Regions from separate parts of the Mus musculus genome. Here all the other regions are linked to region 4. The links are chromatin contacts, called in public HiChIP or PLAC-seq, Micro-C and promoter capture Hi-C maps. All regions are on one chromosome and are shown on one strand. Each heading gives the region's core, a stretch centred on a gene start, on an enhancer-like site or on the middle of the called end of the contact. The rest is flanking DNA. Distances are from core to core; before and after follow the strand shown. Region 1 overlaps Crtac1 (cartilage acidic protein 1). Region 2 holds the start of Crtac1 (cartilage acidic protein 1). Region 3 overlaps Crtac1 (cartilage acidic protein 1). Region 4 holds the start of Hps1 (HPS1, biogenesis of lysosomal organelles complex 3 subunit 1). Region 5 has its middle 17 kb from the start of Gm41849. Region 6 overlaps Crtac1 (cartilage acidic protein 1).

Region 1 (4,492 bases), core at 86-2,585, 490 kb after region 4:
CCCATGACTGTCCCTGCACTCTTCCAGCGATGTACTGGGCACTGCCTGCCTTCCCTTACAACCTGAGAAAGGCTGGCAGGTGCTGCTGATCAACCCCTAAGTCATCACCATTAGCCAGACCTTGCCACAGGGCTAGCCCACTTCCTGATGCAGGAGCTGAGCGGACGTTAGAAATGCCTAAACACTGGACCAACCTTCCCAACCTGTTTCCTGATGTGTTGCTATAGCATGCTGCTGTAGGGATGTGTGTGATGGATTCACAAGGGACAGTGTCTGAGCTTTACAAGTATCTTCTGTTTGTCTTTGTTGTTGTTTTAAGATTTTTTTAATTTTATGTATGTGAGCACACTGTAGCTGTACAGATGGTTATGAGCCCTCATGTGGTTGTTGGGAATTGAATTTTTAGGACCTCTGCTCTCTCTGATCAACCCCACTCTCTCCACTCGGCCCTGCTCGCTCCAGTCAACTCCACTCGCTCAGTCCCTGCTTGTTCCGGTCTAAAGATTTATTTATTATTATACATAAGTACACTGTAGCTGACTTCAGACACACCAGAAGAGGGAGTCAGATCCCATTATGGATGGTTGTGAGCCACCATGTGGTTGCTGGGAATTGAACTCAGGACCATCGGAACAGCAGTCAGTGCTCTTAACCACTGAGCCATCTCTCCAGCCCCCACAGGTATCTTTTGTAAATGGCTCGGATCTGCAGTGGCCTTCCTTAGGTGCCCTCAATCCCCATCTTTCCTGTAAGCTTTACTTACAGCTCAGTTCAAGTGCCTCCTCCCCAGGAGTTTGACCTTGACTACTGAACAGGATCTGGCCAGCCCTGAATGACTCCTTGTCCTTTCTTCACAAAGCGTGTCAATAGACACCATGATTTATTTCTTTATTTGTCTGTTTGCCCACCTCCCAGATGGACAGGGAAACCCATGAGGAGACATTCCAGTCACAGGAAGGGGTGTGGCTCTAGCAGGGCTCCAGAAATAGAAATGTGAGCGAGCTCGGAAGGTCACACGAGTTGGCTGGAGAGCTAGGATTTGTCCCCAGGACTCCCAGCCACCTGCTCTGGTCATGTTCTTTCAGCATACCAAGCAAGTGACAGAGCCAAGATGTGAACCCCTGGCTCTGAAGTCAACCTGCTTCTCTCTGAGCCACACAGCTCCCCAAATTCAACCTCCTCATGCCTGTTCTGTTGCCTAGAATGCATCATGTAGCTGTTGAGATGTAAATTAATTTAAATTAAGTAAAATGCTAAATTCAGTAACTCTCATCCTGCACCGCGGCCAGGGGCTAGTGCACTGAACAAGGCAGACACTGGGCTTTTCCATCACTAAAGAATGGTCGATTGGACAGTATGGCCCCAAAGAGGAGCTTCTAAATCGTTCCCACGGCCCTTAGGAGAGTGTGTCGTCAGTTACAACCTTTGTTACCATAGTTACTCCAAGAGGCCCTCTCTCTCATGCTCCTGACCCTTCTCCTTCCTCCCACAGGACGGGATGAAGCCAGCAGTGTGGAGGTGACGTGGCCAGATGGCAAGATGGTGAGCCGAAGTGTGGCCAGCGAGGAGATGAACTCGGTGTTGGAGATCCTCTACCCCCAGGATGAGGACAAACTTCAGAACACAGCCCCACTAGAGGTGGGCCAAAGCCTCTGGGCCGCATAGTCAAAAAAACAAAACAAAACAAAACAAAACAAAAAGCAAGCATCACCCATGATCCTAGGGGTAAATCTGTAGACTTGCCCTCTAGAATCAAAGAGTAATAGAGATGGTCTCAGCAAAGGGCAGGCTTCAGATGATGTCGCCATGGGTTGTGCACCCATTTTACAGACGAGGAAACCAGAGGCCCAGAGAATGAAGCCAAAGCCAGCTAAGGTTGTTGTGCACTGTGTTGAGAACTGATTCCTACTTTCGGTATTTTCTGAATACCTGAAGAGGCCTCCTCTTGTCCTTGGAAGAGGCTCAGACCATACACCAGAATTCTGGAGGCTTTTTAGAGGTCAGCTCTAGTCCACTTTCAGGTCTATCTGAGGTACATAGTTCTCTAGTACAGGGAGAGTGTGGATTATAACTGTTCTGCCTTCCCCCACCCACACCATCTCTCTCCATTCTTAGCTCAAGGCTAGAATAAGAGGGAGGGGCTCCCCTCAGGCCCAGGCTAAAAGCACCTCTCAAGCTGCAATCAGGGTGACAGCTACTCTGTTACTGTGACTAGGAGGGAACTGAGATGAGGCCTCTCAACTCACAAGTGTCTCTGCTTCTGCCCACCTTGCAGTGCGGCCAAGGATTCTCCCAGCAGGACAATGGCCATTGCATGGGTGAGTTGCCTATAGGCACCAGAGGACGGGGCAGAGGCTGGGATCTTCCTGGGGACTGTCAGCCTGACCTGCCAAGGTCCAAGACGCAGACAGGGGCTAGAAAGATAGGGAGAAAAAGGTACTATTGGTCCTTAGGGTTCCAGATGCCAAAACTCCATGACTCACCAAGGTGAAAGTGACATTAGCAACTGCAGGCTGATTCAGTTCACTGCTGGGCATTGGCAGGGCCAGCCTGCCACCTGGGGATGGCATGAGTCGTCTCAGTATCTACTGAGACTGTGATGGATAAGCTTCACCCTGGCAGAGGCAGAGCAGAAGCATGCTATGGCCAGCCTGAGAAGCAGCCAGCGAGAAGGATGGGAGAGATGAAGGGGGAGATGATTGAGGAAGGCGCTTGGGCACAGCAGGGCTGGAATGTGATCTCAGTGCAGATAGGGTGCTGCAGCCTGGTCCAGCACAGGGAAGGCTCATAGCTGCCAGATGCCAGCTCAGCAAGGGTCTCATGACTTTCTTTCTTTCTTTGTTCTTTTTGGGTTTTTTTTTTTAAAGATTTATTTATTTCATTTATATGAGTACACTGTAGCTGTCTTCAGGCACACCAGAAGAGGGCATCAGATCCCATTACAGATGGTTGTGAGCCACCATGTGGTTGCTGGGAATTGAACTCAGGACCTCTGGAAGAGCAAGCAGCCAGTGCTCTTAACCACTGAGCCATCTCTCCAGCTCCTCGTGACTTCCTAAAGTCTCCCAATATGCTATGAAGGGGATAATCTAGCAGCCCAGTGTCCAGAAGATGTCCAACCCAAAGCCTTACATCCTGACTGATGTGTTTATAAAAAAGAGAAAGAGAAAGGGAGTATGTTCTATGGGGGGAGGGTCTAGCCAGATATGGGGAAAGGGGTGTCTTAGCAGCCCCATGCCTAGGCATCCCTTCCCCCTAAGGGACCAGCCACATGACAGTATAGTATAGAGTTTATTCAGGGCATGGGGAGGGGAGTTAAGAGGATAGTAGAGGCAGAGAAAGGTAGAGAGAAGAGAGTAGAGAAGTAGAGGCTGGCCATGACCACGTGGAGAGAGGGGGGAAGGGAAGGAGGAAGGGAAGAGCCCAAGAGGGAAGCAAGAGAACAAGTGAGGGAGGAGGGGGCAAGCAGCCCCTTTTATAGTAGGTCAGGCCTACCTGGCTGTTGCCAGGTAACTGTGGGGAGGAGCATACCTGGCTGCTGCGGGGTGGAGTTTAGACAGAATGCTAGCACTGATGGTTTGCAAATGAGGATGTAGGACAAGGATTCTTCTCTTCCTTAGACCCAGAGAAAACTAGACACGGCCCTACTCTTGTGGATCTCCCAGACAACAGAGCGACCCACATACAAACCACTGACGGCCATATGTGGGAGCAGGGATAGAACGAGCAGGGTGGCAGCAAGGGAGGCGTTACACTATCTGGGGTAGATCCCAGAAGGCAGCCTGGGGAAACTGAGGTCGGTCTGGGACCCGAGGGATGGTATGATGTGTAGGACAGCCACAGAAAGGGGAATCCGTGTGCCCATGGAGGACGCTGACTGGGCACAGGAAAGCAAAATGAGGAAGTATAGGAATTAGGGGTTAGGGTGGCAGAGGAAGACATGACTCCCCCATCCAGTCCGTGTCCTCATCCTGGTCACATACACGGACAACACAGGCACAGGAGACCTTGGTTCCTTCTCTACATGCGGAGAGAGCCCTTTGAGATGCCAGACCTAGCACAGTCCTCCTTTGTCACCCAACAGACCTCCTACATGATCTAAGCACCATGTCAGGCTTTGAGGATGCAGCCAAGTGCCTTACCTCACCTTTGCATCTTGATGGCGAGGGTCAGATCTCAAACACAGGATTACACAGCATGCGAAAACGGGTTAAGAACCCTGCCAGCAAGGTGCGGTCTGGGGACTCGGCAGAGAGATCAGAAAGTAGCACTGGCCAAAGGACTTTTAAGCTAAGACCTCAAGGAATAGAAGGACCATCCCCAGAAAGAGATGATGGGAGAGCTTTCCTGTCACAGGAAGAACAAAGGCAAAGGGTACAAGGTTGCCACAGGACTGCATGTCACAGGTGCTGTTATGGCTGAGATGAGGCAGAGAGCATAGCACAGGTCAAGGAGGGGCCTGAGGCTCCAGGAAGGGGCTAGACTTTGTTCT
Region 2 (4,653 bases), core at 632-3,131, 350 kb after region 4:
TGGGGACCAGGGGTGTGCTTGGGACCAAGTGTACTTGCTGCTGGATGAAGTGTATTGATGCAGAACCTTGGATTATGTTCTAGCAACACCCCCTGCCCCCGACACACACACACACGAGAGAGAGAGAGAGAGAGAGAGAGAGAGAGAGAGAGAGAGAGAGAGAGAGAGAGCATCTTTCCCAGAAGCACATCCACACATCCATTCAGATTCTCACAGGGTACAGAACAGTCTCCGACCCCTAGAGAGAGGTTGATTACAAACCACTGGCCTGGAACCCTGAAGAAACAGGTTGATATTGGGTCGAGCACCCAGAGTCTCGGGATTCCTAATGATCCTGAAATTATACTCGAAAGTCACTTATGGGTAAACGTTGGCCAGTTTTTCCAGAAAGAGACGCCAGTGACTTTCGCCAGATTCTCAATGGTTCCTCACCGCTGAGGAGCTCCTTGGCGGCCCAAGAGATGGACTCTGCCTACGCTTAGCTTCTGCTTTTAAGAGAAGAGCACAAACGGGGCTGACAGTTCTAATCAGTACTGGGAGATAACCAGGTCCAGCTAGGAACTGGTTGACAGGGAACTCTATAGCAGAACCTTCATCCAAGTCTTTTTAAGCGTCAAACATACAGACGCCAAGCTAGTTAGTGAGTAGTGATCGCAAAGCCTTTGGAGCTGAGCAAAGAGTCCCATATCCTTCTCCGAGGCCTCGGGTCTGGCTTTCAGAAATCCACCGGTCTTATTCATGAAAGGTCAAAATTCACTACTTGCTGAGCACCTATTATAAGCCTGGTTCTATTGTAGATGCAAAAGGTCCATTGATGTGGACCTTAGCAAGTTACCTGCCCCAAACACAGGTATATGGGGAGCTACTAACGAAGTCATCTCCATGTTAGTTGCTCTCCCACCACTACCCTTGGGCCAGAGAGACCAAAGCCATTGCACCCAGCTGTGCCAGCTGGTGACAACGGAGAAAGAGCAAGCGGTAGTACTCCGTGTGGGCAAAAGATGCAGACGCCCTGAGCAGGTGGGCCAGGCTCAGCCCTGGTGGGTGTTGCTGGAGAGGGGGCTAGGTACGGTGAGGACTCTGCCTGCGGGGGCGGAGGGCGCGGATGTGGGAAAGCAGACTCTGCCCGCAGTTGCCTGGGCCGCCGCGCCTGACCGCCGAGCTGCGCTCGCCTGCTCCCCGCCCTCTGGGACCGTGGTGAAGCTCTGTTCCCCATACTGAGCAGTCCCCCGGAGGCGCTCGGACACGTCCCTAGGCTGGATAAAGATCGACTCGGAGCTCGCTCCCCAGCGAGAAATCTCGCCATCGGCGTGGCTCGCGCGGCCGCTCTGGCCGGGCCTGGGAGCCGCCAGATCGCTATCTGGGAGGCAGAAAGACAGCAGCGCGGCCGCTACCCCCCGCCCTGCGCTCCGCGTGGCTGCGGGGTCCTGGGGCTCGCCGGCCTCCCTTCCCCCCCTTGCACTGCCTTCCCCGCGCTCCCCCCCCCCCCGGGGACATCCGCTTCCCGCCCGCCCGGTCCCCAGCGTCCCTCAAGGCGCCCTCTCCCCACTCGCCAGGCCCCGCTGCCTCCTGAAGGTTACGCGGCGCGGCGGCGGGGCGCGGCAGAGCACGGGGGGCACCCGCCCTCGCCGCCGCCCGCGCCGCCGCCCACCCCAATGCCCGCCGCGCCGGGCCAGCCTGGCTGCCGGCTGCTGCCACCGCAATCCCGGCTCCTAAATCAGCGCGGGGAGGCGCCCCTTCCCCCACCCGGCTCCTCGGGCTCCCCGGGCCGCGATTGGCCGCGCGTGCGCCCCCCAAGCTTGGGCCCCGGCTCCAGCTGCCGCGCCATTGGCTGCGGGCCTCCGCCAGCCTTTACATAAGCCCGGGCGCGCTCGAGTGGAGTTGTATAAAGCGAGCGCGCGGCGTCGGGGCGGGAGGCTCGAGGCCAGCCCGGGACCAGGGCTGGGCGCTGCAAGGCGGCGGCGCCAGCGGCAGAGGCAGCATCGAGCGCCCGCGCTCCGACGCCCCCAAGCGGTGGGGCTGAGAGAGCCAGAGGATGGCTCCGAGCGCTGACCCGGGCGTGAGTATCCGCTCCTGGAGCCCCCACCCCTTCCGGCGGAGAAAGTTTCGCCAGCCTAGCGCACCCCTCCCCGCACGCCCCCAGGGGTGGCGGGGATGCAGCTGGGGACCTGGGAAGATCGGGACTGCGAAGGCGGCGACGCTGCTCCCAACTTGCCAAGAGGCGCTGGACTCTATTGGCGCGCAGATCCTCCCCGCGGGCTGGGGGCAAGGCGGGCGCCAGGCTGGAGGTGGTGGAAGAGATGGGAGCCGAGGTGTGGGGGTGACAGCCCACAGTTGGCAGAGAACGTGTTAGTGGCACAGAGGATGGAGGTCAGCGGTTTGAGAAGGGGGCAATGGGGCTAGTAGGGGGCGGAGCAGGTGAAGGCTGTGCTGAGGGTACCCGGGGAGTCACCCAGCTGGCGGGCTCAGTTTGGGGACGACTAAGCTACCATCCTCGGCCGACTGCCAACGCTTCCAGGTTGGGGAAGATCCCCCGGGGCATAGCTCTTCTCCCGGGAAGCCGAGCTGTCTCCCCTTGCACAGCGCTGAGTGGCAGAGTGCTCCCGGAGCCAGCCCGGTACACAGCGTAGCTGCCAGCCGCCTTTTGCTGGACCGAGGTGTGGTCTGGCTTTCTAGCTAAGGATGTTTCAGGCAAGCTCTTTTCTGGCATTCTAGGGGAACCATGGGGTCCCCCCCCCCCTTGATCTTATGGAATCAGATAAAGGTTTTGGTGGGGCAGCAGGCAGGCTTGGGGGCATGCCCAGCAATGCAGCGTGATTCTTTTGCAGTACAGTAGTTGGGAGCCCTGGTTAGTCCCGCTTCTGCAGAAACCAACTAAAGAATCCAAAGTCATCCCAGCTGGGATGGGAGCCTCCCTAGGGGTGGGGGTGGGGGGTTCCTTCTTGAATGACTAATGATTACTATTGCTATTGGGTGGGTTCACCTACCGTGACATCTGTACATCTCATCCGTCCTCCTGGAAGCGTTCATGAGTTGCACTTGAGGTACCTTCTGGGATGGGTGCAAGACTTCGAAAAATGAAGCCAGTTGGAAAAGAAAGCAAGAAGGTTCCCAGAGTAGAGGACAGCGGTTTGATGCTGTGTTGAACCTGGGAAGAACTCCTGGGGAAAAGCTATCAGGGGAGATTTGAAACCATGATAACTTGGGACAGGAAGTACCCACGTTGAATTAAAGCAGATCCAGAGACTTGAACAGTTCCTCACACTTGGGTATTGAGACAGAGACGTGGAGGGTGGAAAAATGGGAATATGAACAGTTGGCCCAATATGGTCTTCAAGGAGGCGTTTTTTCCCCCTCTCTCTTTCCTGTCTTGGTTAAAAAGCCTCTTCTGGAGGCAGGTTCTAAAGTCAATTTGGTAGGCAAGGAAGGGAGTTTAGTTCTTGGTGCTGGACTAGATTAGAACACTTTGGTCTCCAGTTGGTGCTGATAGATTCTGGAGAAGGTTGAAGGCTGCCGGTGGCTTCTGCTCTTGTAGCTGATGGGTTGGGGTTGAGCCATTCACCGTAGTACAACCCTACCAATGGGCATGTGTTCAAACTCCTTGGATACCTGCGTTAGGCTAATGATTTTATGTGTGTGTGTGTGGGTTTACCAATCCATGCCCACCCCACCCCCATTCCCTGTTTGCTTGCAGTCAACATTTCTTGCTGCATTTCCCAAGACCTTCTTTCCATTAGGGATGTGTGCAGTGATATACCTGCTTGCTGCTCTGTCTTCCTTTCTCTGTCTGGACTACACCTGGCCTTCTGAACCCTGGTGCTTATTCTTTGGCACCAGGGTGTTTGGTTAAGGTATCCTATGGTTGCATGGAGGAGCCCTGTGAATGAGTAGACCAATGGCCTATGTAATGCCGAGACTGAAACACAGATTCTTAGAGAGACTAGGCCAACGACCAGGAAATTCTTCTGTTAAACAGGTTGTGACCACCTGAGTTGGTCCTCAAGCTCTCCTGCCTCCTTCCAATCAGTGGAAGCTTGGAGGTGGAGCGGGCTCCTTGGTGACCAGTAGGGGGCACCAAAACCACCTAGCTCAGGACTAGTGACTTGTTTCTTACCCTTCACTGGCCATAGTAACTTAATGCTTTAAGAAAGCTCAGGCTACCAACCCCTCAACAATCATCCATTGTGATTGAGGACACTGGGACTGGGACCCTTCCACCACATGTCCTGTGACTTCAGGTGGTCCTAGGACTTCAGAAGCAGTGGGATGGCAGAATATTCCGGGGAGGCAGAGCCGATACATAGCCCCGCTTGCTCTCTGAGATCATTGTTTTTTTGCTTGGTATCTGTGTATTCTTTGAATTCTTGGAACCTAAGAATATTTAAGACTAGAAAAAAGAAGAGAGGAGCACTGGGGAGTATCTGGTCCACCTCACCCCGTTCCCAACATTCCCCTGTACAATGTATTTACAAAAAAATTCAGCTGAAGTAAAAGTAGTATCTTGCCCAAGGTCACATGGCTGTTTGGTAGAAGAGATGGGGCCAAGCCCCAGGATTCCCAGTTCCCTGTTTGGAGCTTTCTCCACTCCAGTGACCTGCTTCTTCTGTGCTGTGAAAATGGACATATGTTTCTACGCAGTAGGCACTGGTAATT
Region 3 (4,336 bases), core at 1,823-4,322, 390 kb after region 4:
ATGTCTGCTCACAAAGCCTAGTAGGCACAGTGACGGTTGACACTTTGGGGTGGGCACTTGTATGGCTGAGAATCTTCCAACTGGGACTAACATCTGAGTGAGTCAGAGCTTTCATGAAATCAGATAGGGGAAAGAGGGAAAAAAACAGGAGTATAGTTTCTGAGTTCTTCTTGCTGCCGCCAAAGGGTGAAGGTAGCCATTTCCAAACCTGAATCTGGATGACCACGTCACAGTGAGATTCGGAAGAAGGTGGCTCACGTGTAGGGCTTTCCTGGGACATGGTATGTGCAATCGACTTTCAGTATGAATTCTTAAAATACTTGCAACCGATAAGTCACAAGTTAAGATAGGCAGATGGCCAATTGATGGGGGAAACATACAACTTCAACTAAGAATCTTTAAAATGTGGCATAAAATCAGACTTTAATTTTCACTCATAAAACAGTTGAAAACGTAGTCAGCATTGATAAAGATGCAGTGATCTACCAGAGGGACATAAAAAAATATGGAAACAAAAATGTAAAAAAATAAAAGCATGGGGCTGAAATGTGTATAGACCTCTTGACTCTTTAGTTCTACTATAACTGTCTCAGAAAAATAGAAATACATGATCAAAATTTTCTGTGGAGGGCTATTTGTTTCACCATTTTGTAATGGAAAAAAAAAACTAGGAGCAACTTTAATAGCCATTAATAACAAACCGTTTCTGTGAATTACAGAAGAAGACCAGTGGGATGAAATACCATGTAGTTGCTAAAATTCTCTTCAAGGAATATTTAAGGGCATGAAAAAAAAAATTCATGGTATCATAACCAAGGGAAAGAAGTATAACACAAAATTTCACTATCATGGCTTCCAATACTGTAAAACATTTAAATGTGCACAGAAAGGACTAGAAGGAAATATATCAAAATATTACAAAGTTTTCCAGGTGGTTGATTTAGAGGTAATTTTTATTTATGCTTCTCTGGATTTTTCCCCCTTTTCTTTTTAAATTTGCGAGGCGTGTGAATTAGTCAGACTTTCCTTGTTGTGATAGACACCTGAGAGAAGCTATTTAAAAGGAAGGCAGACTTATTGTAGTTGATGGCTTCAGAGGTTCCAGCCCATGGTTGGCTGGTTCCATTGCTTTGGGCCAAGGAGGGGAGACGTAATGGAGGAGAAAGACTGACAGACCCAAACTCCTGAACACCCAGGAAATGAAGAAGAACAACAGGAAGGGCCAGGGGCCTTCAAAGGCATATCCTAGCAGCACACTACCTCCACACAGGCCCACCCTTCACATTTCCAACACTTTCCAATGGGCTTCCCGAGTTTTAGATCCATCAATGAGTTAAACCATTGATGACACTAAGACCCTTATGATCGACCCAACTTCAGAAACAGGTTTGGAGACACACCCAGAAATTAACAATCAAGAATAAGCATCACAGTACATTCTTCAATAATCAAGAGGAACTTTCAGGGATCACAGTTGCAACAACCAAAGGTTCACCCAAAACTGTTACGCCTCCGAGTCTGAGATCCCTGGGAGCAGGAAGAACAGCGGTGTTTCCCTTTGTCTAATTTGGGGATTTTTCGCAGAAACTCCCTTGGCTGTGGGCACTGTGTTTTCTCGGCTGCTTGGTGGTTTTCTGCACCTTGTCAGGAGTCAGAGGGAAGCTGTGGTGCTTTCTGATCTCACAGGATGGATTTATAAATGTGTTCCTTGGTAATGGTCCTGACTGGGGTATCTGAAATGCTCTTTCCAGAGCTCAGCTATACACTCATTCTTACTTAACAGCACTTTGTCCAAGAGTAGCAGGGAGTTGCTGACTCTGCCATCTACAGATGGTACTTAAATCTGTGTGCCCTGAATCACTGAGGGTCTACTAGATAGTTTAAGTCTTGGTGTGTGTGTGGGGGGGGGGGGGGATGTCTCTTCTTTGTGTCTCATCTTTGTTCTACTATAGATGCCTCAATTTTTTCCCTTCTAAATAAATGTTCTGTGATGGGAATTTAAAACCTTCTTCCTCCCAGCTGTACCATGAGGAAGGTGTGATATGGTCTGAGCTGTCATCACAGCCAGCCTGGTTTTCTTTAGTGACAGTAGCAGTGGTTCCCCACCCCCACCCCTTATCCCACTGTTATTCCTCAGATGCCCATGACTGTGATACTTGATGGAGGAAATCCCAAGACTTCCTCACAGTACCACAGGGGCTCAAAGGCAAATGGTGCTCGCAGTCTCTGATATAAAGGAGATGCAAGAGCCAAACCTCTATACCAAACGGACACAAAGGTCAGTTTGTTACTAGAAACAGCTTCCCAGAATTTACCTTACATGAGGGTGTGATGGCAACCAGAGGCCACTGAGCCCCAGGGCTGGGTACCCACCCTGTGTCAAGCGTTTTGCACCAACATTCTCACGTGACCCCCCCCCCCCACCGCAACCGTCTCCCAAGATCTGTACTATATTAGTCCTACTGTTTCACAGACAGGAAAATAGGCTTCAGAAACTTGTTATGTCACTTGAAGCTGCAAAGTTAGAACCCAGACCATTGGGTCAGTGTATCCCAAGTTTTGTTAAAAGGAGAGGTCTTTGCTAAGCCATGGCCCCCAAGCCTTGGAGCCTCTCTACCAAGGGAGTCGGGGAGGGGGGTGGCACTAGTAATTTCCCACGGATCCCTGGCGGTTCTTATCGTTGGGTAAGCTTGTGGGAGAGAGCGGTGGGTGTTAGCGCAGTAATGGTTCTCAGCCCCAACTGCAAGTTAGAATTGTCAGGGGAGCATTTAATAGAAACGAGCGCCCAGCTCCACCCTGACACATTCCGATTTAATCGCACTGGAGTGGGACCCAGGCTGCAGTATCTTCAAGCTCGCCAGGTGATTCGCAAGTGCAGCCATGGTAGGGAACCACCGCTCTGTTGCTTCGGCTGATTAAAATTAAATCAGCCTGACTTACTCTACAAAAACACCGGCAAAGGAAGAATCACTCCGTGCTGGCCAGCTGTCTCCCACTTCCAGCCCTGCCATTGAAAGGGGGGTGGGGGGTGGGGTGGGGCGTGGAGAGACTGAGGGAAGAAAAGCCAAGCAGCCAGCTGGGTGTGACAGCAATCCTAGCTAGATCCCCAATCCTGACTGAGCACTGGAGGACGCCGGAGGGCAGTTAAGGTGTGCAGGGACGATAGAGCTGGAAGAAGAAGAGCTTCTCTTGTCTCTGACCACAATGTTCTCACACCGCAGGGTGTATCCGAGAGCTTGTTAAAACCCATGATGACAAGACTCCATTCCTGCCTGCTCTGATACCCTAGGACCAGGATCCTGGCACTGATGCTGCCTGGTGGGGCACCTTTTGTTATGTTGATGTTAGCACTGTGCAGAATTCAGCCACACCAATTGCAGAAAACCCGAGCTAAAGCCCACACCCACGAGCTTCCTTCCAACCACAGTGCCAAACCCCAGTGACCATTCAGGGGATCATTCTGCAGAGCAAATCTGCCTGCGCCCAGCAGTGCTCTGATGACTGTTGAAAGACGATAGACAACCAGACCAGATCCTCGCCCTGAGGAGCTCCGGGAGAAGCCACCAGCACTGGGAAAGTGGTTTTAGAACCTGGTGATGTGAAGACAGGGAGCCAAGGCAAGTAACAAGAGATGGAAGCTTTAGGTTGCCGGGGGCAGAAAGGCCTCTCTAAACGGAGGATGTTGGAGCTAAAACGTGAACGATAGAATGAGCTAGGAACTGAAGGACCTAAAAGAGAGTGCCCCCCCCACACACACACACACAAGGCAACTGGGTCCTTAAACATAACGAGGGCATCAAGGATGACCAAGGATGATAGGGCAGAGTGAACGGCTTGTGCGATAATTCCTGGGGCAAGAGTGAGCTTGGCACATGGCAAGAACAGGAAGCAAGCAGTGCTTGATGTGTGCACTACAGTCACATGTTTTCGAGCTCTACCGAGCTCTTCACATCCATTATCTCATTACAGCCCATGATGTAAGAGGGTACCCATCCTCGCAGAGTTAAGCCTGACGATGAGTTAGTTCCCTTCATCCAGTCAAACTTCCTATCGAGTGGCATACTTCTTAAGGGGTATCATTGCTTCTAGCAGTTTGATGGCCCCTGATAGAAGATGCTTGCTTTTGTATAGAGGGGGTGGGGAAGCCCAGAACCGAAGGGACAGAGCTGATATTGATAATGATGGAGCTTGCATCAATGGTTTATCTAGCCTTCTTGTGCACACAATTCTTAGGCACTTGATTTAAAGGTATATCCTCACTCTAGGGTCTGTGGGCAGGGCCTGAAATTCTGAATTTTTGGCAAACTCCAGCTTGGTCCATGGCTCACATTTTGAG
Region 4 (4,323 bases), core at 719-3,218:
AGAGGCTCCTCCTCCCACCAAAAGAGAAAGTTTCCGTTCAGAGGAATGAGTTACAGAGCAAACTGCAAGGTGGGCAGTTGGGCCACTGAAGGTGCAGAAGCTAAGCCACATCCACAGGCCACGGCAGCACTACCAGACCCATTTTGATCACTTCAGAAGAGAAATTGTCCAGACTCTCCGTCCCTCAGAGTCCTCATCTATAAAATGAGGACTTTAGGTTAGGTGTTCATGACTGGGCCGGGACAGGAGGTAACTCTAGAGTTTGCTGGCAGCTAGCCTGACCAAAAAGTAGTAAACTCCTCATGTACTCATGGGCCACACTTAAACATACACACACACACACACACACACACACACACAGAGACAGATCAAATAATGGTATTTTTAATATATATCTAACTTAAAACATATCTACAACATAAAGAAATCTTACAATCCAATAATAAGTCAATGGCTAAAAATAGATTAATAATAATAATAATAAAAGGGGTAGAAGATATGAATAAATGTTTATTTGAAAGCAAAAAAAATTTTAAAGCTACACAAATGAAGAGAAAAACCACATGAAGAGATGATCGGCGCCATTCTTTAGTCATCTGCAAGACACAAGTCACTAGCATCAGGTAACATGGACTAGATTAGTTATAAATTGTTCACGGGTAACAGTTATTCAGGCTTACAAACTGTTTGAAACAAGGGGGAAATGACCGACCGAAGTCAGGATAGTGTCGGCAGATTCAGGACTCCAGGAGACTGATGCTTGTGGCTGTACTGTGGAGCCTGGCTGAGCAGGGTGGTGGCGAAGGCGCAGGCGCAGGCGTTTGCGATGTTGTTTAATTGTACCTTAGGTAGCTAGAGTGGCCGCAGCACTGGCTCTTGGCCTCTGCCTAGTGGGTGCGGAGTGCTCATGCTGGGTCGTACACAAAGTTTCTCAGAAGCACCAAGGTACCCAATGAGGACCTGTGGTAGGCGCCCAACCTCTTCTGTGGACTCCATTGGCCTTCTTCACTCTTTCTGCCCCTCCAAATACACATAAAAATCTTGATAGTATGCAATCACTCGCAGGTTCAAGACAAAAGCCCTAATGTGTATGCAGCCCTCAGTCAGACTGGGAACCTTTGTAAATCAAGGAGCCCAAAGGTAGCTGGGCTCTTCTGCATGGTGTACTGGCTGGTTTTGTGTCAACTCGACACAGCTGGGGTTATCACAGAGAAAGGAGCTTCAGTTGAGGAAATGCCTCCATGAGATCCAGCTGTAAGGCATTTCCTCAATTAGTGATCAAGGGGGAAAAGCCCCTTGTGGGTGGGACCATCTCTGGGCTGGTGGTCTTGGGTTCTATAAGAGAGCAGGCTGAGCAAGCCAGTAAAGAACATCCCTCCATGGCTTCTGCATCAGCTCCTGCTTCCTGACCTGCTCGAGTTCCAGTCCTGACTTCCTTTGGTGATGAACAACAGTATGGAAGTGTAAGCCGAATAAACCCTTTCCTCCCCAAACTGCTTCTTGGTCATGATGTTTGTGCAGGAATAGAAACCCTGACTAAGACACACGGGTTCCGCCCCCTGGAGGTAAGTAAGGGAAAGCACCCACAAAAAGGGTACCTTTCACCTACAACTAGATTCGGCAAGAAAACGAAAGGCTGGGAAGGGCCAGGTGAAGGTGCAAGGAAACCTGGGTTCTGGTTCCATTTGTTCCTTCTTCAGCAAGGGGGTTCCCTCGGGGTTCTCAGTTGCCCCTTCTGTAAATCTGTGGGGAATCCCTTTAGCTAAATCAAGCAAAAGAGACTCTAGAAATGTCACCGGCTCAGCTGGTGCCTCTAAAGGCAGTGAGATACCTACTTATGCCAGGGTGAACGTGGCACGGCTCCCTAGCGGCGGGTGACCAGCAAGCACAGTAGCCTGAAGGGTGAGCAATGCCTGACGGGGCGGGGCTCGAACCCACAAAGCAGGCCCCGGTCATGTGGCTGAGTCACGTGTCCTACCCGGAAGCGCGCCGCAGGCTGGCTACACGCTGGGCGGTGCGAGCCGCGGATCCGGTACGTGGGCATCGTGGGTGACCAAGCGCAGTCCTGGGTCGCCCCTCGGTGGGCACCTCCGGCAAGCTCTCCCAGTTTGGAGAGGCCCGGGCACCCGGGGAAACCCGCATCAGTCTCATGCCTTTTGGAGCGGGCGTCACAAGCCAGGCCTTCGTCCCCGGGAGGAGAGGGGGAGGGTACGTCAGAATTTCTGGGTGTCGTTGAAAGAGTGCTAAGCAGCTATTGGGCGGAGCCACGCAGTGAGGCGGTGCTAAGCGGCGCAGGGAGAGACTCCCTCCTAGGCCAGCTGCTCCTGCTGGAGCATCACAGGCTATAGTCCCCACCCCTCGCACCCACCCCCCAACTGAGCTGTGTTAGGCGGGACAGAGGCCACGGGGACAGTTTGCTAGGGACAATGAGAGAACTGTGACCCGGGTGGTAAAAGTGGGTGCAGGGGATTTTTCTCAGAATCGCCCTTCTCTTCAAAGTTTCCTCCTTTTAGAGCAAAATATAAAGAGAACAAAGATCAGAAAATGAGGTTAGCCGCAACCGTAAAACCAGATACCCACCGAAAAGTATGCGGGTGCTTACCGGAAGTTACCATCAAGGCAAGCCCGAGAATGGTGCAGCCAGGCTCAGAGTTTCATTGCTTTCAAAATCCCCAGGATCAAACCTTCCTCCTCCGCCTTAGATTCTTCTTGCCTGTTATCAAAATGGGAGGATTCCAGAGGCAGCTTATTTCTCTTGTTATTTGAAGCCGGGAAATAAGAATAACACCTACCCACCGTTCTTGTCCTTAAGATGAGCCTACTGGGCTGAGGTTGCGACCTGGCTGGTAGGAACCCCGTAACCCGGTAGGAAGGTGCAACAGCGCTCTGTTCCCTGGCCTCCCAAGAGGAGTTTGAATCTCTGAGTTGAATGGGACCTTAGGAAAGCCCAACCAGAACCAAACCCGAATGCAGCTTTTCACTGGGACCTCCTGCCAGCTTGCGATGGGTTGTGTAGTAACCCATCCCTGCTCACCGCTCCCTGGGGCTGCTCAGGGTGGGATTGCTGACCCCACCTGTGTGTGAATGAGTGACCCAAATATAAACTGTCCAGTTGCAGAGGAGGTAGGAGCTAATGTGTCATCAACGCTTGCTCCACATAAAGGACACCTTCTAGCTTGTGGTCCTTAAAATGGGGGAACCTGTGACTTCTCAGCCCGTGTCCAGGTTGTCCACTCTCAGGAACAGGCGGCAGTGGAAACCAGACCCTCTGAATGCCTTCATGCCTTTTCTGCCTTAAGCATTTGCAGGCCCAAGGATGCTGTGCTGCTGTTGTCTGCTGACCTGGTCAGAGTATCTAGCTCCTCAGAAGCCCTGCTGTGTGCTTTGCCAAGGTAAACCATGCTCCTCTCCTGGAGGATGGAGGGTGGAGAGGTGGGCAGCACCCACTTGAAGAGCAGAATGAGAGGAGCGAACTGAACTGCCACATGCACCTCTTTGTACATTTCTTCCCCCTCCCCCTCTCCAGCCCTGCCCCCACCCCCCATGTCACTACTTCATTGGGGGAACCAAAGACAGGAACCCCAGAAGGACTGGGTGATGGCAGGCATGCAGACGAGGGTTCCGTGAGTGTCCATTGTTTTGAAGCCCATCTCCTTACCCAGGCTGAACTCACGGATGTGACCTTTGCCCTCGCTTTTCCCTGGAAGATGAAGTGCGTGTTGGTGGCCACCGAGGGCGCAGAGGTCCTCTTCTACTGGACAGATGAGGAGTTTGCTGAGAGCCTCCGGCTGAAGCTCCAGCAGTCAGAGGATGAGGAAGAGGAGGTAATTACAGAACAGGCCGTCCTGGTGGAGGTGGGGTTGGTAGAGGAGCCACAGAGCCACCCGAGGCCAGGAGGTCCCAGTGCCTCTTCCAGGCAGGCAGGAGGAGTCCGCAGGGCCTGTGCCTGGCCAACAGGGGGCAGCCTTTTGATGTCTTGAGTACTGTGATTTCCTATCTCACTGTCTGGGCCAGTGATTGGGGAAGGGGGTAAATTTTAGCCTCACAAGAGGGAGACTTGATGTCAGGTTCTCCATCTGAAAAGCTTGGCGTACCCATAATGATTAATTTTTAACAACTCTATTAAGTATAACTAGACCAACTGTTATCTGTTCACATTTAAATTATATAGTCCGATATATCTATATCTGTGATTCCATCATAGTCAGTGAACTGTCTGCCACCCCCAAAGGCTTTAACCCCTCTTTCACTTCTTTTCTCCCTAAGAGTCAGTGAGCCATTGCTGTCCGGTGAGTCTGTTATGTAGACCTATCTAGAACAATC
Region 5 (4,271 bases), core at 264-2,763, 320 kb after region 4:
ACGCGCACACGTGTGTGTTATGTGTGTATACACACAATAGTTAAAAATAATAAACTTTGTAAAACAACCTTATCCTAGGAAGTGGAGACAGTAAACCCAATAAATAAGAAAAAAGAGAGTAGACTAACGGGAAGAGTAAGAGAGAAATGGCTGGGAAGGGATGTGGGAGAGAAATAGGCAGCCCGAGATCTGATCATGAACGCCTCGTAGTGAAGGGATAAAGAAAACAAAAGACATGGGTGCAAAAAAGGAATGAGATAGGGCCGTCGTCCCCTGACATCCAAACTCCGCCTGTGCACTGACTTCCGGCTGGCTTCCGGCTGGCTCCCAGCTGGCTTCCGGCTGGCTTCTAGCTGGCTTCCAGTTTGCCTGGACTCACAGGACAGAGCAGGCAGGCTCCTGAGGCACAGAATAGAATCACATATGGCTCATGCTAGACTCCCATCCCCAAGGCCGTGTTTCCCAAGGCCTGCTCTTAGCCTAGGAGGGAGCTGAGCTGGTGGAACACAGGCCCCTTCTTGGACACCAGTTTCTTCAGGCAGCCCACTGTGATGCCAGCGCTCCTCCGCAGCCTTGCAGAGCTTGGCAGAGGAGCCAAACGGCTCTCATCTTCCCCGTTCCTCTCGTACACTTGGAGGGCAAACCTGCGGTGCTTCTTCCCCGTTAGACTGAGCCTTCTCAGAGGTGTTTCTTCTACCACAATCCGTGCTCCTTTGATCCCATTTTGTCATGTGCTACCTAGACACGTCAAACTAACACGAGGTGGTGGCAATCAGGGAGGGAGAGGGCAAGGGGAAGATAGAGACCAAAGGCAGCTCTGAAGACTCGGACATCCCTGCTCCGTAAACCCACCATCCCTAGGCCTCTGAAAATTCTCTTCTCTGGTTGGTTTTTATAACTTACTAGTGGAGTTCCTCTTAACTAAACAACTGCAAAACCTCCATTTGTCTGTCGAACCTGAGGGGTGAGAGCGCTCATCCACATCTCCTCACGCTGTGGAGCCTTGATGACAGTAGCCAGGGGGGACCAGAGGCCAGATGTGGTGGTGAGGCAGCCAGCCAGCTCGTGGGAGGCTGAGGAACGCATTAAGGCTGGAGGCCATCTGAGGTAAAGGGAGGGAAGATGGAGCTGGGCCAGCTTGTGTCACCCCCTCCCCTCGCCCCCAGCAGGATTTCAGTGGGGGTGGGGGTGGGTAGGGTGAGTGGTGGGGGATGGGCTAGGGGCATCAAAACCCCCTTCACAAGGTTCAGCAAGATACACCCTAGGCTCATTGACTTCAGTTTCCCTATTGGTTTTGGAGCCAAGTAAGTCATTTCCGGATGTTCTGCAAACATCAGCGCCAATCGATAGCATCGGAATCGTTTCTTTGCCCCATTTGTTTTCAACAGCCTGCCACCAGCGGTCCCCCACGCTGGCTTCCTCCAGCGGCAGCTGTGCTCTTGGGGCTCCCTGTGGGTGTGTGGCAGAGATCCCCAGCCGGGCTGCAATCATAAGTCCAGGCCTTTAATCTCTGGCTCAGAGGGATAAGGCTCTGGGTTCGCCTCCCTGAGCAAATTATAGGCTCTTACTGTGCAAGCACCAGCCAGCCTTCTTCTCCCCGGGCCTGTCTGCTCCGGAGAGGAGCATTTCTGGAATAAACAGGACCCTCCCTCCCTTACAGACATTCCCCGAGACTTTGCAAACCTCAGCAGCTGCAGGCAAGCCAGAAACAAGCTTCCTAGGAACGAAAGACACCACAAGAAGTAAAGGACCATGGTGGCAGGGCTCAGGGTGATGTGGCTCTCGGGTGAAGTTCCGTGATGGTCACAGGTCACTAGACCACCAACGCCTGCAGGCAAGCTCCCAGCTACTGAAGTTTACTCAGCAAATCTTTCTGGGCCTCTGTCACGTGGCCAACACAATGCTTCCCGTCCACACTCTTCCCCAAACTGCCCTTAGTCCCCTGGAGACAGTCAGCTGCTACCACTATTTATCCAAACTGTGGTAGCCCTTGAGCCCTGGGAAGCAGCAGAGTGGATGTAGGACATAGGGAGTGACCATTGACTTGACCATCTACTCTGCTTTCTACCTGCGTTCCTCATACAGACCACACTAGACAGTGGGGTTTTACCAGGGTGGGGATTGTTCTACAAGAAGGATATCTCTCTCTCTCTCTCTCTCTCTCTCTCTCTCTCTCTCTCTCTCTCTCTCTATCTCTCTCTCTCTCGCACACACACACACACACACACACACACACACAGGTCAGAAAGAAAGTGATACATACAAATTGAGTCACTAAGTGAGGGATGAGGACAGAGGCAGGTGCTGTCTCACTAGAGGAGAAGCTGCATGTGGGCAGGCTATCTTGTCCACAGCTGTATCTCAACTTCTAGCTCAGTGCTGGGCACTTTGAAGATTTCTAATCAGTACTTAGCAGACAACTGCCTGCTGTAGGTTGACAGAGAGAGAGAGAGATCTTAAAATTCAGATCAGGGGCTATAGTGTATTATTCATTAAAAACAGAAAGTAATGATGAATGTACTTCTATTTATGGCTGAGTAAGAGTGGTCACGGGAGGAGACACAGGAGGGAAAGTCATCAAGATGGCCAGAAGGAGACAGAATGGGGGAGAACAGAGCACCAGTGTGAGGGACAATCGGCTTCCCCTCCAGACTCTCTGACCCCTCCCTGGGCCCCATCTGCTGTCCCCGCTTGGCTCCTTAACACTGCCAAAAATCTCCCCTCAAAACGACACCATTGGTGTTCTTTCCAGCTTTGAGACCCTTCCAATGATGGAGACGCCATCCTGGAAGGTGGATACGGTCAGTGGGAGGAAGGAGGGTGGTGCATCAGCCAGACTCGCTCCCTGGCCCTTCTAGCTTTGGTTCCATCACTACCCATGCAGTCTTGGCCTCGGTTTCCCCATCTGTAAAGCAAGGAGCTCACAGAATGCCCGCCTGGGACAGTCTTACTTTGAGGGATCTGCCTTTCCATGGAAGCCTGCATCAGTCCTTCCTGCGTGGGTATCCTGGCTCTCTAGAAGCTATACCCCCATAAACCAAACAGGAAGCTCAGAAGTCCCACGTGGGCCTTCCCCAGGGGCAGACGGCCTGACTCGTAGAGTGTGGCCCTTCCATCTAATTCTTTACCCTTCACACTGTGACAGGTGGGCACAGGAAAAAGAAAAACCTTAGAAATAGGGCGCAGATGGCTACCGTTTCCTTTCTTTGCTGCTTTACTTATTATTTTCGTCATTCCCCCGAGTTCACCCTGGTAAGCGATGCAGCTCAGCATAGTTTGTGTGAGTGAGGGCTGGTGCCATGCACCGGATGAGAACAAGGACAGACAAGCACCATGCTGACAGAATGCATCAAGTGGCTGGGAGAAGCTGGCCGTGATTGATTATAGCATTGGGAGCCGGCCAGGGCACCTGGGCAAAGGGGTTGGCAAACAGGTTAGTGTCTTGGCACATCTCCTCCTGAGATTTAGGTCGAGTTCTAGGCTGGAGGACAAAATGTCTCCTGTCAACTCCTCTGAAGGAAAGCTGGGGGGGGGGGGGAGTAGGATGTCTGGGTCTGGGAGACATGGATGGAAAGGTCCTAAATCATCAGCTATAGCGGAGTCAAGGGAAGTGCTCCCCAAGACCCCAGGGCTGGGTGTGCTCACCCAGTAACCATGGTTACATACTTGATTGGGCCATGCCGGATGCAGAGACTTCAGAGCAGGGGGCTTGCTCGTCTGACCCACACAACCTCTGTAAGGAGCTTGGTCACGAGTCTCCACTTTATGGATTAAGAAATGGGTCAGACATATCATTCAAAACAGGAATGTAGAAATAGAACCTTGGCTGTGAGGCCTCTGTGCCAGCAAGGCCCTGATATGTCTGTATGCAGAGAGGTGGCAGCAGGGCTAGGACACAGTGCTCTCCTCCTGAAGAGGCAATGTGTCACAGTAGTTAAGCATAGGTGTTTACTGAGCCGGATTCACAGGGGCTGGACCCTGTCACCACCATTGACTTACTGTGTGACCTTAGGCAGGTCGTGAGCACCCCTTCTACATGCCTCAATTCCCTTCTCTCTTAGCAAGGGACCGTTTCATAGCAGGTTGGCTGGGGGGTGGGAGGGAGCAATAAATGCATTTGATGCTGGCAAAACCCATACTGCCTAACCATACAAACATTAGTCCTTTTGCCTTGACTTTGGGTTTTAAACCTCTCTCCTCGTGGATGGACTGTGCTGGACAAAAGAGACCATCTACTCTCCTCAGCATCCGAATTTGGATCTAAATCAGGA
Region 6 (4,484 bases), core at 1,273-3,772, 360 kb after region 4:
ACACGCCCTTTGTCACATGGAGACTATCCTCACAGCAAAGGAGCCAACTATTTCTAAGCCAGGAGAGGGGGTTTCACAGAAGAAAAAGATGATCCAGCATAACATGAATGCAATCAAGTTTTTAAAAACCTACTTATTCTTTCAGTTTCGGGGTGCCCACTCAGAAGTGGAATTTCTAGACCACATCGTAGTTCTCATGTGAGGTTTTTGAAGAGATGCCAGCCACCCTGTCTTCTCATAGCACTGTACCATTTTCCCTCCCCCTAGCAGCGCGCAGGCCTTCCTTCCCCATTCTCCCCAGCATCTGTTATTCTCTGGGTTTTTATTATTGTTGTTGTAGTCAACCAATGCGAGTGAAATATGTCATTGTGGTTTTGATCTTCGTTTGTATATAATTAGTGGGGTTTCATGGTCTCGTAGGCCATTTGCATATCTCTGGAGGATGTCTATTCAGGTCTTTTGCCCACTTAGAATCAGGATCTTTCTTTTTTTCTTTTTCTCTTTTTCTTTCTTCCCTTTTTCTTCGCCTCCTCTTCCTCTTCTTCCCCTTCTTCCTCCTCTTCCTCCTCTCTTTCTCTTCTTCCCCTTCCTCCTCCTCTTCCCCCTCCTCTTCCTCTTCTTCCTTTTGCTCCTCTTCCTCTCCTCCTCCTCCTCCTCCTCCTCCGCACTGCAGCAGAAGTGTTTTATTGATACACTATGGATGGCAATACCCTATCAGATACATAGTTGGCAAACACTTATACTCATTCTGTGGTTGACTTTCGTCCTTTGACAAGTGTTCTTTGACGCACCAAAGTTTCTCATTTTGATATAGGCCATCTTGTCCGACTTTCCTTTGTCGTCTGTGCTCTTGTGTGTCTTCTCTAAGAAATCGTTGTGAGGCTTGAGAATTTTGTGAAGCTCCTCGTGTGCTTTCAGTGTTCAGCCAGGGCTGTGCAATGCTTCTTAAGTTTTAACGTATATACAAATTAGCCTGCATCGTGTTAGAATGGATATTCTAATTTAGTGGGTCTTGGGTGAGACCCCACAGTCTGCATCTCTAATCGGCTGCTAAATGATGCTTCTGGTGCTCTATGCGTGGACCACTCCGAGTAGCCAGGAGGAGGAGCATGCCAGTGGCAGCTTCCATCCTGAGAGGGGCAGATGCAGTTACCATAGCTTCTCATAAGCTTCCCCACTGTTACTGTTTCCTAACCTGGCATCAAGATAACCCAGTACTAACCATTTCACTTCCTAAAGCTGGTCCTGAGCACCCCAGGACAGGGTGTATGGGGTACCTTTGGCATGGCAGAACAATTAGACATAAGGAACACAAACCCTAAGCCCGACCCCCAGCCTACCCCAAGAATTTGGAAATTTATGTGATTAATCGTGTGCTCTCTTCCCTGGCCCTTTAGATACTATAGAGGACCCTTCTGGAAAGTTGTTTTCTTTTAAATGGATTTAATATCCTCAGAAGAGAAAAGCCATGCAGGTTGGTATGAGGTTTGCAGAAGCCGTTTGTGGACACGTGGTGGAGACTTCTGAATATCTCCTTTAAAAACTTCCTTTCATCCACCATAGAGTCTTGGAGCTAGAAAGGCCCTTCAGAGGTCTCTTCCCAAACCTTTATTTCAAAGGAGAGAGCAGGGATCCAGTGGTATTCGAACTTGTCAAGATCATCAAAACAAAGTTGAGGTCAACCCACAGGTACACTTCCCCTCCCTCCCACCACCAGAGGAAAGGCAAAAATCAAGAGGCCGGGTCACATGACTTTGCCCTTCTTAGAACTTCTTCCAGTTAGGCATCTGTCACCCTACTAGGATCTGACCCCTGTCTCGGTGACCCAAACGGCAGCTGCCAAGGAGCTTCGAGGAGGCAGCACTCATGGATGGTGCTGTAAGCTGATCACATATCCCAGCCACTGCCAATCAATTGGATTTGGCTCTCAAGTAGGAGTTCACTATTGTCCCTTCAATAGAAGACATGCTATCAATTAAGTAAAATAAAATAAAAGCCTTCGTGACCTTCAGATCCCTGCTACACTTCATCATGTCCACCCTGCCTATTAAATACTCTTTATCCACCCACACCTGCTTGTAAAGATGGTTCTGGGTTTCCTTAGCCAGGGAAATGTCCTGCTCAGCTGCAGAACTCTGAGAGCGTGTGCTTGTCTTAGCCAGAGGACTCTTAATTTGGAATGACCTCATTTGGTATCATGGTATCATGGGAGCACATGGGCTCCCAACATGTGCACTTTGAACACACTGCAAGATCCTCCTTTAACGATGGATCCTACATGGTCGCTACCCTCCGATGGAGCTCTGCCCCTGCATTTCTCTACAGCAAGACATCAAGGAGGCTTCAGATCTAAAGGCAGTGCCTGGACCCCCCGTTTTGGCCTCTGGGTCCTTGACCTGGAGCACAAGCTCATTTTCTGGCAGGAGCATCTGTCTCCATATGGGGAGACAGTCTTCAGATCTCCTTTGCTCTTCCCTCATTAAGATGTCAGTCCGGCTCAGCCTTGTTCTCTGCTGCCAGATGCGCTGACAAGCAAGCAGCCAAGTTCTGGCAGGAGGAGGCCTGCTGCCTACTGAAGGCAGGAGGGGTAGTGCTTTGCTGCCGGATTGGACCTGCGCGGGCTTCCTGGAATTCCACGAGAGTCTCGGGGACATTCTGTGAGGTCCAATTCTCTCTGCCTATGGCAGAGTCTTAGAGTGGAGCTAGCTTCAGCATTCCCAAGCTCTCTTGCTCTCACTTCGAGCAGGTGGAGTGCCACCTCCCTGGCCATTCTCAGCTGTCTCCTGGGCGAGTGCCATCAGCTCCGAAGGGTCTTCGGCTGTTTGGCAACACCCTGAGTTATGTTAGAGATATAATAATGAATTATACAATGCATTATACATAATTAATTTATAATAAAACACACACACAATGGTTTAATTTCTCCAAGTGAATGATGTACTAGCCGCCAGACCTCGCTGGAACACATCCCTTGACTGACTGCCTCTTAGTCTGGAAGCAATGACCAACAGTCCTTGGGAGGAATCTTGTCTTGGAGAACCTGCCAGGCCACCTCTGGGGTATGCCTCACAGGAGAGCAACCCCCACTACCTTTGTTGTTGCTCTGGACCCAGTGACCTGTGGGTGAAGGAAGGTTTCACCCCCCACCTCTGCATTGAAATCTGTTATTTGCTTCATTCTTTCAGAGTATATAGGACATCCTTCCTTCCATCTTCCATTCCTTCATTCCTTCCTTCCTCCCTCCCTTCCTTCCTCAAATACATCTTGACTGCTCCTTGCATAACATATTCTTAGCCTGGTGCATATCAAGTAAGCAAACCAGACAAATATCCATGGCAAAGTGGATCTTGTACTTTAGCAGAGGGTGACAGCCAGTAACTAAGTGTGAGGTGCAGTAAATCCCATCGCAAGTGGTGCAATGATGGGTGCTACAGAAGAGGGGGGAAAGACCAGGGACAGTGGCCCACCGGGATGGAGGCAGGTTGTAGATTTACGATAGCAGAGATGGGACACTTACAAAGCAGTGGTTCTATGATGGCTGAGACAGGGGAGAATGCCGACATGGCCTCCCGGGACTGGATTTATTTGCCCAGCTCTGGGACCTTTCAGTAAAGCCTGTAACTTTTGCTTTCAGATGGTCAGGATGGCTTTGCTCCTGCTGCCGCCCCTGTGGCTTCTGCCTCTCACTGGGGGATCCCAGAGGGCTGAGCCCATGTTCACTGCAGTCACCAACTCAGTCCTGCCCCCTGACTATGACAGCAACCCCACCCAGCTCAACTATGGAGTGGCAGTGACAGATGTGGACCATGATGGGGACTTCGAGATCGTTGTGGCGGGGTAAGTGCCTCCCACCCTGAGTCTGACAGACGTATTAATCAGCCTTTGCAGCGATACGGTTGTGTGACAGTAACTCCAAACCACAACGCAGTGGCCAATGCTTGTTCTCGCTTGGGTCTGCAGTCTTCTGTGGCCAGCACCAGCCCAGCTGGCAGAGCTGCGGTTTTGGGATGCCGTGGCTTTGCCCTCTGCAAAGTAGGGGCACTGAGCAAACGGCAGCTTAGAGGAAAGCTATCTGCAGGCTTCTCAAGGCTGCCTCTTGCCACACGTCAGCTCCCTTGGCCGTGCAGGTATCACTTCCTTCCCAGGGAGGTTCTACACGGGCAGGACATAAAAGTGTTAGTCCGTAGAAGGGGTTGCTGCGTGCTCACTGATTCCCACGGTACTTTACATAAGGCTAAGAAAACGTTAATTACCCATTTCAAAGAAGAGCGAAGATGGAAATCAAGAGGGATAGTTGAGCCTCTCCTGGCTAGGCATATAGCCTGCTGCTCCTCCTCCAAAAAAGAATACTATTGCGTAGCTGGAAAAGCAGAGACTCGGAGTTCATATGGCTTGAGATGGTGCCCTGGTGTGCACCTTCCCAGTTGCGTGACCTTGAGATCCACATACATCCTCTGGAAGGAAGAGATCACTGCAACACCTTG

Evidence for each region. Promoter capture Hi-C pulls out the DNA fragments that hold promoters and counts their contacts. A called contact is a pair of places that touch in the nucleus more often than the background predicts. HiChIP or PLAC-seq counts read pairs in DNA pulled down with a chosen protein or histone mark.
Region 1: a contact with region 4 is called in an H3K4me3 HiChIP or PLAC-seq map of embryonic stem cells, with 9 times the contacts expected there. The contact joins the enhancer-like site here to the promoter of Hps1 in region 4. A contact is called at or near these places in 2 of 39 promoter capture datasets (the C10 cell line and embryonic stem cells), 3 of 115 datasets of contacts at active chromatin or transcription factors (embryonic stem cells and stem cell-derived neural progenitor cells) and 1 of 9 other capture datasets (adipose tissue).
Region 2: a contact with region 4 is called in a Micro-C map of embryonic stem cells, with 4 times the contacts expected there. The contact joins the promoter of Crtac1 here to the promoter of Hps1 in region 4. A contact is called at or near these places in 11 of 39 promoter capture datasets (the 3T3-L1 cell line, the C10 cell line, the HPC-7 cell line and 6 more), 8 of 484 Hi-C or Micro-C datasets (all in embryonic stem cells), 7 of 115 datasets of contacts at active chromatin or transcription factors (embryonic stem cells, large pre-B cells, pancreatic cancer cells and 1 more) and 3 of 9 other capture datasets (adipose tissue, embryonic stem cells and liver).
Region 3: an H3K27ac HiChIP or PLAC-seq map of embryonic stem cells shows a contact between it and region 4, with 4 times the contacts expected there. The contact joins the enhancer-like site here to the promoter of Hps1 in region 4. A contact is called at or near these places in 3 of 39 promoter capture datasets (embryonic stem cells and liver), 2 of 115 datasets of contacts at active chromatin or transcription factors (embryonic stem cells and large pre-B cells) and 1 of 9 other capture datasets (embryonic stem cells).
Region 5: a promoter capture Hi-C map of liver shows a contact between it and region 4, with 4 times the contacts expected there. The contact joins the enhancer-like site here to the promoter of Hps1 in region 4. A contact is called at or near these places in 6 of 39 promoter capture datasets (the SN4741 cell line, embryonic stem cells, hippocampal neurons and 1 more), 3 of 115 datasets of contacts at active chromatin or transcription factors (embryonic stem cells, large pre-B cells and stem cell-derived neural progenitor cells) and 1 of 9 other capture datasets (pancreatic islet).
Region 6: a contact with region 4 is called in a promoter capture Hi-C map of hippocampal neurons, with 2.7 times the contacts expected there. The contact joins the enhancer-like site here to the promoter of Hps1 in region 4. A contact is called at or near these places in 5 of 39 promoter capture datasets (cranial neural crest, hippocampal neurons, liver and 2 more), 3 of 115 datasets of contacts at active chromatin or transcription factors (embryonic stem cells, large pre-B cells and pancreatic cancer cells) and 3 of 9 other capture datasets (adipose tissue, embryonic stem cells and liver).

The regions. Positions count from the first base shown.
Region 1 is chr19:42,284,999-42,289,490 of GRCm38.p6, reverse strand. It overlaps Crtac1 (cartilage acidic protein 1), which reads left to right. Exons shown (of 15, transcript NM_145123.5): 12 at 1,493-1,638; 13 at 2,276-2,318. The region is part of intron 1 of Gm34347 (a long non-coding RNA gene); the gene reads right to left. Among named protein-coding and RNA genes, the nearest start is that of Mir3085, 7.1 kb to the right of the region's middle. Within about 2 kb of position 1,335, at least 8 of the 459 cell types and tissues checked have an H3K27ac peak or open chromatin away from gene starts, as enhancers often do. A contact at or near this core is called in embryonic stem cells, where this site is marked.
Region 2 is chr19:42,429,016-42,433,668 of GRCm38.p6, reverse strand. Crtac1 (cartilage acidic protein 1) reads left to right here and starts at 1,881. Exons shown (of 15, transcript NM_145123.5): 1 at 1,881-2,059. The coding sequence starts at 2,036.
Region 3 is chr19:42,384,072-42,388,407 of GRCm38.p6, reverse strand. All of the region lies in intron 2 of Crtac1 (cartilage acidic protein 1), which reads left to right. Gm41848 (a long non-coding RNA gene) reads left to right here. Exons shown (of 2, transcript XR_877861.1): 2 at 1-667. Among named protein-coding and RNA genes, the nearest start is that of Gm41848, 11 kb to the left of the region's middle. Within about 2 kb of position 3,072, at least 12 of the 459 cell types and tissues checked have an H3K27ac peak or open chromatin away from gene starts, as enhancers often do. A contact at or near this core is called in embryonic stem cells, where this site is marked.
Region 4 is chr19:42,777,623-42,781,945 of GRCm38.p6, reverse strand. It overlaps Hps1 (HPS1, biogenesis of lysosomal organelles complex 3 subunit 1), which reads left to right and starts at 1,968. Exons shown (of 20, transcript NM_019424.3): 1 at 1,968-2,032; 2 at 3,300-3,392; 3 at 3,663-3,824. The coding sequence starts at 3,708. Gm16244 (a long non-coding RNA gene) reads right to left here and starts at 2,914. Exons shown (of 2, transcript XR_386720.3): 1 at 2,603-2,914; 2 at 372-2,506.
Region 5 is chr19:42,458,848-42,463,118 of GRCm38.p6, reverse strand. No RefSeq gene overlaps it. Among named protein-coding and RNA genes, the nearest start is that of Gm41849, 17 kb to the right of the region's middle. Within about 2 kb of position 1,513, at least 12 of the 459 cell types and tissues checked have an H3K27ac peak or open chromatin away from gene starts, as enhancers often do. A contact at or near this core is called in liver, where this site is marked.
Region 6 is chr19:42,413,294-42,417,777 of GRCm38.p6, reverse strand. It overlaps Crtac1 (cartilage acidic protein 1), which reads left to right. Exons shown (of 15, transcript NM_145123.5): 2 at 3,635-3,837. It overlaps Gm34299 (a long non-coding RNA gene), which reads right to left. Exons shown (of 4, transcript XR_003952940.1): 3 at 4,254-4,484; 4 at 2,885-4,152. Among named protein-coding and RNA genes, the nearest start is that of Gm34299, 5.6 kb to the right of the region's middle. Within about 2 kb of position 2,522, at least 8 of the 459 cell types and tissues checked have an H3K27ac peak or open chromatin away from gene starts, as enhancers often do. A contact at or near this core is called in hippocampal neurons, where this site is marked.